2 separate regions of the Zea mays genome follow, and region 2 is linked to region 1. Evidence: chromatin contacts called from public Hi-C data. All regions are on one chromosome and are shown on one strand. Each heading gives the region's core, a stretch centred on a gene start, on an enhancer-like site or on the middle of the called end of the contact. The rest is flanking DNA. Distances are from core to core; before and after follow the strand shown.

Region 1 (4,295 bases), core at 1,115-3,614:
AAGGGGGCACATGTGTCAGTATTATTCGGGTTGTTACCAAGAGCTGTTTCAAACTCAACTTGTTGATTATCTTGTAGGTCTACTGGACATCCAGCAGTAGAGCTTTGGCCTAAACGAGGGTCACCTCGCATGTCAACAACCTCTGGACTACCAACCAGGTTGAGATCACGTATTTTAAATGAGCTAGACTGGCCAATCTTTTCCTCTTCCACTGTAACAGCATCTTCTGCTTTGATGTTAGGTAATAACTCCGAATCAACTGTTTTCCCTTTATCGGGTGGATCGATCAACAATTCATCTTGTGGCGGTGTATCTAAATTGTAGATTTGTATTCCTTTCTCAACTTGCAAATTGAAGTTATTCTGAGAAGCAAATGTAGGAGACAGTTCATTTGTCTCATTATTATCCTCAACTTCATAATGTTGAGGGATGTTCTTCTGTTCTTCCATTTCTTCAGTTTCACCTTGTGTTTCCTTTTCATGGGATGCCACTGATTCTGCCACTTGATTGCAGATAGCGCTTTGGTTATTCTGAGAAGAAGCAAATGTAGGACACAGTTCGTTTGTCTCCTTATTATCCTCAACTTCATAATGTTGAGGGATGTTCTTCTGTTCTTCCTTTTCTTCAGTTTCACCTCGAGTTTCCTTTTCATGGAATGCCACTGATTCTGCCACTTGATTGCAGATAGCGCTTTGTTCAGCATGTTCTTGGTCTTGGCCAACCAGCTCAACTTTACTGCCTTCCTCGATGCTAGTTATGGAATTAGTGTTAGCTTCTCCATCCATTGCCATATTGGATATTTCTTCAGAAGTAACCAAATTGAGCTGTTCAGACACAGTAATTTCTCTTTGACCTGGTCCAACATTCCTGTTTGCAAGCACTGTTCGTGGTCTTGTTGGAACTCTTGCAAAACTACAATAGTTTAGCAAATTTCTAGCGTCATTAGGCAAATTGCTCTCCATAACAGAGACCTCTTCCGACATTGTGTCATCTTCAGACTTCTCATGCAAAGTACTGTCATCTTCAACCTTGTCATTCAGAACACCGCTATGTTCAAGCCTCCCATCTGAGACCTTTTCACCTGAGGATACTGGCAAATGTTTTGTCCCTGCCTCTTCAACACCAGCAGAAGAATCATTGTTGCTATTATCCTCACCATTCAATGCTTGCTCAGCTACGTCTGAATTAGACACCACACTGTTCTCCTGCATTTTGTTTGCCTCATTTTCATCCTCCACCTCTTGCAAAGCACTAGCTTTCTGCTGGATATTGCTGTTAGAACTAGCCTTTGACCCAGTATCCTCCAGCTCCGACTCCCCCATCGCCTCCACCTTCGATGATGGCCCCTCCCAAGCTACCCCCGACATGCTACTACCAACCTCGTCAATCCCACCACCGCTTTGGCGCTCCCTTTTGAACCCAGGAGGAGCCCCATCATCATCCTCATCATCATAACTCCGGATATCAGAATACCGCCTGTTCCTCCCCCTATCCTTTGTCCAATCTGAATACTTATTGTCAGCCCCAAATTTCCTTTTCCCCCTTCCATTATAGTTACTACCGTTGCTGCTACTGTAGTCGCCACCACGGTTCCGCCGTGAGCGGGCGTTACGAATACCACGCTCATCATCGATCTGCCGCCGGCTATTCCTGGCGATATGGTATGCTGGGGCTTCCTGTGTCACCGAAAGCGGCGGTGGAGGTGGAGGCGGTAGCTGGCCCCACCCACCAGCGACGACTGTGCTGCCGCGCTGCTGCAAGGAGCCAGGAGGGAGCACGCCCTTCGCCACCAGGTACTCGGCAGCGAGGCGGCCGGCTTCCATGAGCACCTCATGCTTGTTCTGCGGCAGCAGAGGCAGCGCGGCCGCCGGGAGGGGAGGAGGTGGCGGCGGGTAGAACTGTTTCTGTCCGCGGCTGTAGGCGCCGCCGCCGCGTGCGAACGGCGGCATGCGGCTGCGGCTACCGGCATGCTGATAATGCATCCGCGGGGGCTCGTACTCGGATCGCGGCAGCGGCAAGCTCACGCCCTTCTGCCGCGCCCAATCCATTCCCGCGGTGGTGGAATCAGATGCGGCGAGAGCAAATAAAGCAAACAAAATCGGAGATGAGGAATGGATAAAAATAAACAGAGGGCGTGCGAATCGAACCCCAGGCAGGCAGGACGAGGTCTCAGGTGTTGACTGCGGCGCCGGCGACGAGGGCGCCGGTTGTGACCATCGGAGCCGCGTCAAACGGAGTCGGGTTGGTGTGCCTGAATTATATAAGCTTTGTTTTTATTTGACAGAAAATAAAAGGAAGTTTGTTTGAGAGTGATATGTATGAACAGTTCGATATTTTCTCCATCTATTTAATAATGTAAACCTCGTTTCAAGTTAAGGAATCTAAATTTAACTAAGTTCGTAGAAGATATTACTATGTACGTTCCAATCTTTGGTTAAATTTATTATAAAAACACATTACATAATTAATCTAGTATCCATCTGTTTTAAAATATAGTTTTTAGTCTTTTTCGGTCTATATTTATTTTTACGATAATAAATATAGACATATATACCAACTACATTTGTAGAATAATTAATAAATATATTTTTAATCTAAAATAAATTATATTTTATAACGAAGTGAGTAATGTTTATTATATATCATAGATATTAATATTTTTATATCTATTTGGTTAAAAAAATTATTTTTATACATGTTTGGTTAAAATTAAGAAACTTTAGGATACCATATTTACATTTTTTAGGACGTAGGATGGAGGTAGGAGTAAAGAAGTTATCGCTTCGTTTGGGAGAGCTCTGGTGTCACGCACCTTCATCGTGAATGTCACCGCATATGAGGAAGAGAGCAGGAGAGGTCCGAGGAAGAAGAGCGGAAGAAATGGACGAATATTGTTCTGTTATTCGACAACTCTATTACCAGCATCTCATCGAGTATTTGTATAACAATATATTTGACACGGCCCACGGCCCATTAGTCAAGTCATCCTTCGGCTCCCGTCACCCATGTATTAGGCCTGCGCACGCGACGGCCCATCCTTCCAACAGCAGCTTCATTCGTTCCTGCGCTTGCCGATTGGTGTTCAGAGTGTACTGAAGCCGATGGTATGCTGACATTCTCCTCCCCTTGAGAAGTCGCTTGACCCCAAGCTGGCGCTGATGGAAATTGGATACGTAAAGCCTCCTCATCTTCCCAAGTCGAAAGTGATGCACCGGAGTTTGACCACCCAATCAGCACCTGCCGAACAGATTTGCCTCCGCGAAGCACCACCCTACAGTCGATAATGTGCAGAGGAACCTGAAGATGAGTGGTAGCATCGCGAAGGGTTGCACTCACTGCTTGAGGACCCACCGAACGCTTGAGCTGAGACACATGGACCACCGGATGAATGGTAGCTGAAGGGGGCAGTTGAAGTTTGTAAGCAACAGCTCCAATGCATTGGACAATGGGATACGGACCAAAGTATTTAAAACTGAGTTTATGGTTTGCTCGAGTGGCCACCGATGTTTGCACATAAGGCTGGAGCTTGAGATACACCATATCGCCTACTTTGAACTCTCGTTCAGTCCGATTCTTATCAGCTTGAAACTTCATCCTTTGTTGGGCTCTGTGAAGGTGTTGTCGTACCAACTTCACCATAAGCTCACGCTGATCTAACCAAGTCTGCAGATCGAGTTGTGTCGTCGTATCAGCTGTAGAGAGCCCAAAGTGTCATGGAGACCTTGCATATAGTACCTCAAAGGGAGACCTGCCCAGTGAAGAATGAAAACTAGTATTATACCAGTACTCGGCCAGAGATAGCCAATGAACCCACTTCTTTGGACAAGCGTGTGAAAAGCTGCAAAGAAAGGTTTCCAAACACTGATTAACACGCTCGGTCTACCCGTCCGTTTGAGGATGATAGGAAGAACTCAACTTCAATGTGGTGCCTGATAATCTGAAGAGTTCCTGCCACAGCCAACTTGTAAAAATCTTATCACGGTTTGAGACAATGGATTGGGGCAAACCATGCAACTTGTAAACCGAATCTAGAAATAATTGAGCTACTTTCAATGCTGAAAATGGATGAAGAAGTGGCACAAAATGAGCATATTTAGAGAACATGTCGACTACCACCAAAATAGTATCAGCATTGATGGATTTGGGAAGACCCTCGATGAAGTCCAAACTGATTATCTGCCATGCAGTTTTAGGAACAGGTAATGGTTGAAGCAATCCTGGATATTTGCTTCTATCAGGTTTAGACTACTGGCATACCGAGCAAGCAGCCACAAACTCTTTTATGTGGGATTTCA
Region 2 (3,743 bases), core at 478-2,977, 130 kb after region 1:
GACGGGGCCCATGCCGGCGTCGCTGAAGCTCTCGCTCTCGGGCCAGACGCCCGTGTCGACGATCCCGATGATGACGCCGTCGCCGTACTTGGACGCCGGCCAGACGCCCGAGCCGCCACTCACCAGCCCGAGGAACGCCGGCGTGTGCGTGGTGTGCAGCCGGCCGTACGTCTCCGGGAACGCGGCCACGTGCCCGTCCACGCCCTTGAGCTCCTCCAGCTGCCGCGAGTTGAGCACCGCGCTAAACCCGTGCATGACGTGCGTGTACGTGTACAGGTGAACCGGCGGCGCCGCGCCGGACGGCAGCGACGACAGCACCGAGCGGTACCACCCCTCGTGCTCCACGAACGGCGCCGGCATCTTCTCCGCGTCCATGCGGACGATGTACGGTCGACGCTCACCGTCCGCCGCCGCAGCCGCAGCGGCGCACGCCAGCAGCAAGAGGCTGATGGCCCCGAACGGCGCGGCGGGAAACATGATCGCGGGCGTCAGAGGCAGCCCCAACTGGTACGCTGAGCTGAATCGACGCCGGATGAAGTGAGCTGCGCGCTGAGCTGAATCGACGCTTGGGCTCAGAGCTGCCGCTTCTTATGCATCATCATCAGCGGAGTGGAGAGTTGAGTGAGTGGATGCTACAAGTGGAGAGCACTCGCCGTCGCGTCTCGCCGGTGCAGTGGATAGTACAAACACACACACATTATATAATGGATCCCATGGCGGCCATGGGTGGCCAGGGCCGTACCTGTGGCCGTGGGGTGCAGAGGGTGCGGCCGCACGGGCCCAAAAAAATACAGGCCCCCAGCTATTGTATGGTAGCATTTTTTCTATTGAACACATCTATTATAGGCACAAATACGTAAAGAAGTGATGCGCTATCGAGTTATCGACTAGTCTCGCTTATATTTTTAAACTGTCTCAATTACTTATCGAATACTTCATCCGTTTCAAAATAGTATTTGTTTTAGTTCTTGATTTTTATGTTTATATTGATGATGATGAATCCACTAAAGAAGCAAAACAAATTCTATTTTGATATAGGGAGAGTATTATAAACTATACATATGATGGTTGCTTCGGCAGAGAGAAGCTTTTAAAAATTGAAATGTTTTTTAACTATTTTTGGTCAACAATAACTCAAAAGATGTTAAATGGCTTGACGATTTTATATATCGGAAAAAAGTTGTTGGATCAGATTGATCTCAATGATATAAAAGATGACTTTGTATCACAAAATGTTAGAAGATATTTTTAATAATATCAGATAACAAGTGTTTTTTGCTATATTTTACATTTGTTATCTTATAAACTTCAAAATAGTGCATAATAATTTTTATATGTCAAATATTTGATAATATATATATATATATATAATTATATATATTTGTGTGTGGGTAGGACCTCAATATCGGATTTCGTATTGGGTCCCTGAAAAGTCAGGAACGGCCCCATGGGTGGCCTGCATGTCTGTTGACGTTGCAATCATTGTACAGTGCCATTAGCCTTTCACGAAAGCAATGTACTGTGCATATGTAAACTATATATATGTAATCGGCGTCTGGTGCGCGTCCATGTCGCCAGACTTGCTTTCCGCCCACGGCAGCGCCGCTCTTATTCTCCTGCCTTTACAGTGCTTGCTAACACACACACACACACACACCTTGTTTACTCGCCAGTCAGTTCGTTACGCAATTGCAGACTAGTGCTTTCCACTTTCAAGCCAAGCTGCTGTCCTGTCCTGCTGAGCCAACTGCCGTTATCGACTTATCGCCACCTCAAAGAGATGCAGGAAAGAAAGAAGCGGGGGCGCCATTTGGGTATGGACGTGCTATCTGTTTCCTGTTGATACGATCGCGTGGAACCGCTGCGCAACAGGCAGGAACAGCAGAGCATGGAAAACAACAGCGCAGTCATGCAGTGCTGTGCTGCCTACTGTGGCCTGTGGGTGCTGCGTGCACTCACTCAGGCTGCAGGCTGGCATCATGGCATGCATTCAGGGATTGGAGGGATGGTGTTCGGTACGTGCTGCGGTCATAGCTGCCTTCCCTTCCTTTCATGATGTGCTCCTTTTCTCCGGCCTTGTGCTCCACCACCGCCGGCCGCCTTCTCGCCGCCGGACTGGACTGGATGATAGATAATTAGATATATAGGCGGGCAGCGAGCACTGAGAGCGACCGGTGACTGAGTGAGTGAGACCTCTGGGGCCTGGAACAGTGCAGCGTGACGACCGCGTCGTCCTTGCTTCAGTTCTGAGCTCTCTCTCTCTCGCCGGCTCGCGTGGTGACGGGCTCCGATTCCGGGTTGCATTCTCCATTCAATTTACTCTTCTCGCGTAACGAACTCTGCAACCACTGACGACGACGCGGCCCGGAATTTAGAGGCAGTTTTTTTTTTGAGGCCGTCGATCTTTCTTTCCTTTCTTTTCCTTGCTCTGGGTTTCTGAACAATTAGTTACTACTACATGTCTGTCTGAACTGAAACTTTGGTGAGTAGGGCAAAGATTCCAGGCGGAACAGCGCAGCGCGGTCGCACGCACATTCATCGATCCCGAGTTTCTAGCGTAACAGATTCTAATTCCTGACGACGATGGCATGGCAACACATCAACCAACAGCCCGGCACTGTACAGATCATCAGGGATCGATCGGTTGCTTGCTGCCTGTGAGCTCCAAATCAAATCAGTATGTGTATGTGTGTGTGCCTATATATATATATATATATATATATATATATATATATATATATATATATATATATATATATATATATATATATATATATATATATATATATATATATATATAAACCTGCCATCGCACTGTTCCACAGTTCGGTTACTCCAAACTTCGCTTCCTGTGAACTCACTGCGTATACGGCACAGTGCACTCGTAATTGCGAGATAGCTCCATACATGCAGCTGGACACAAGTACAGGAGATTGGTATCACTGTTTAGGCTGACTCCGTCGGGACTCGGAACTTGTACACGCCGGTACAAAACACTCTTTTGCATAATAGAGTTTATTGTTTATAGAGTGAAGTTTAAAATAGAAGGCGGGAGAGTGAAGATGACCTATATGGATGGTGTTCGGTTCTCGACTCGCGATGTGAACAAATGATTCACGGAGCTATTTGATACGGCACCATAGTAGCATTGGTTGTAAAGGGTGGCAACTGTCCTGGCAAAGCCTCTCTCTCTCTCTTTTTTTTTTCCAGTGGCGATTACTGATCATTGGTGTGTGATTATGAAGCGAGGAGGCCGGCACGGCAGCATGATGCAAAGGTGAAGGGTGGCGATGATGCTCTGCTTAGGTCGATTACTAACTCTTAGCGCGGTTGGTGTGTGTCAAGCGTGCGGCTTTTGCTTGCTGTGGACACAAGGCCACCACCAACGATTAAAAAAATGAAAAAAAGGGTCAGGGTTGGCCGCTCTTGTTTCTATAGACCTTATCTAAAGATTAAGCAAATACTCCCTCGGTTTCGTTTTAGTTGTCGCTGGATAGTGCAAAATTGAACTATCCAGCGACAACTAAAAAAACGGAGGTAGTATATTAATAACAAACTGTGCGCTTCATGCGTATGCGCTCTAAAGCAAAGTTTGATGCTTACTTCCAACTCTCAGGTTATATGGTCCAGGACAACTTTTACAAACCAAGACCAAAAAAAAAAAAATCAAAGATTGGGAAGCATGTGTCGTGGTTATGCCTCAATGGCTCCATGTAGTTGTCTTGGTTTTGATAGAGGTTTCC

The links. Hi-C and Micro-C count contacts between places; a contact is called where the count stands out from the background.
Region 2: a Hi-C map of leaf shows a contact between it and region 1, with 5 times the contacts expected there. The contact joins the promoter of LOC103646447 here to the promoter of LOC103646446 in region 1. A contact is called at or near these places in 8 of 25 Hi-C or Micro-C datasets (bundle sheath, ear, endosperm and 3 more).

Annotation. Positions count from the first base shown.
Region 1 is chr2:53,042,386-53,046,680 of Zm-B73-REFERENCE-NAM-5.0, forward strand. It overlaps LOC103646446, which reads right to left and starts at 2,365. Exons shown (of 4, transcript XM_008671180.4): 1 at 1-2,365. The coding sequence starts at 2,048.
Region 2 is chr2:53,175,211-53,178,953 of Zm-B73-REFERENCE-NAM-5.0, forward strand. LOC103646447 (subtilisin-like protease SBT1.7) reads right to left here and starts at 1,728. Exons shown (of 1, transcript XM_008671183.4): 1 at 1-1,728. The coding sequence starts at 477.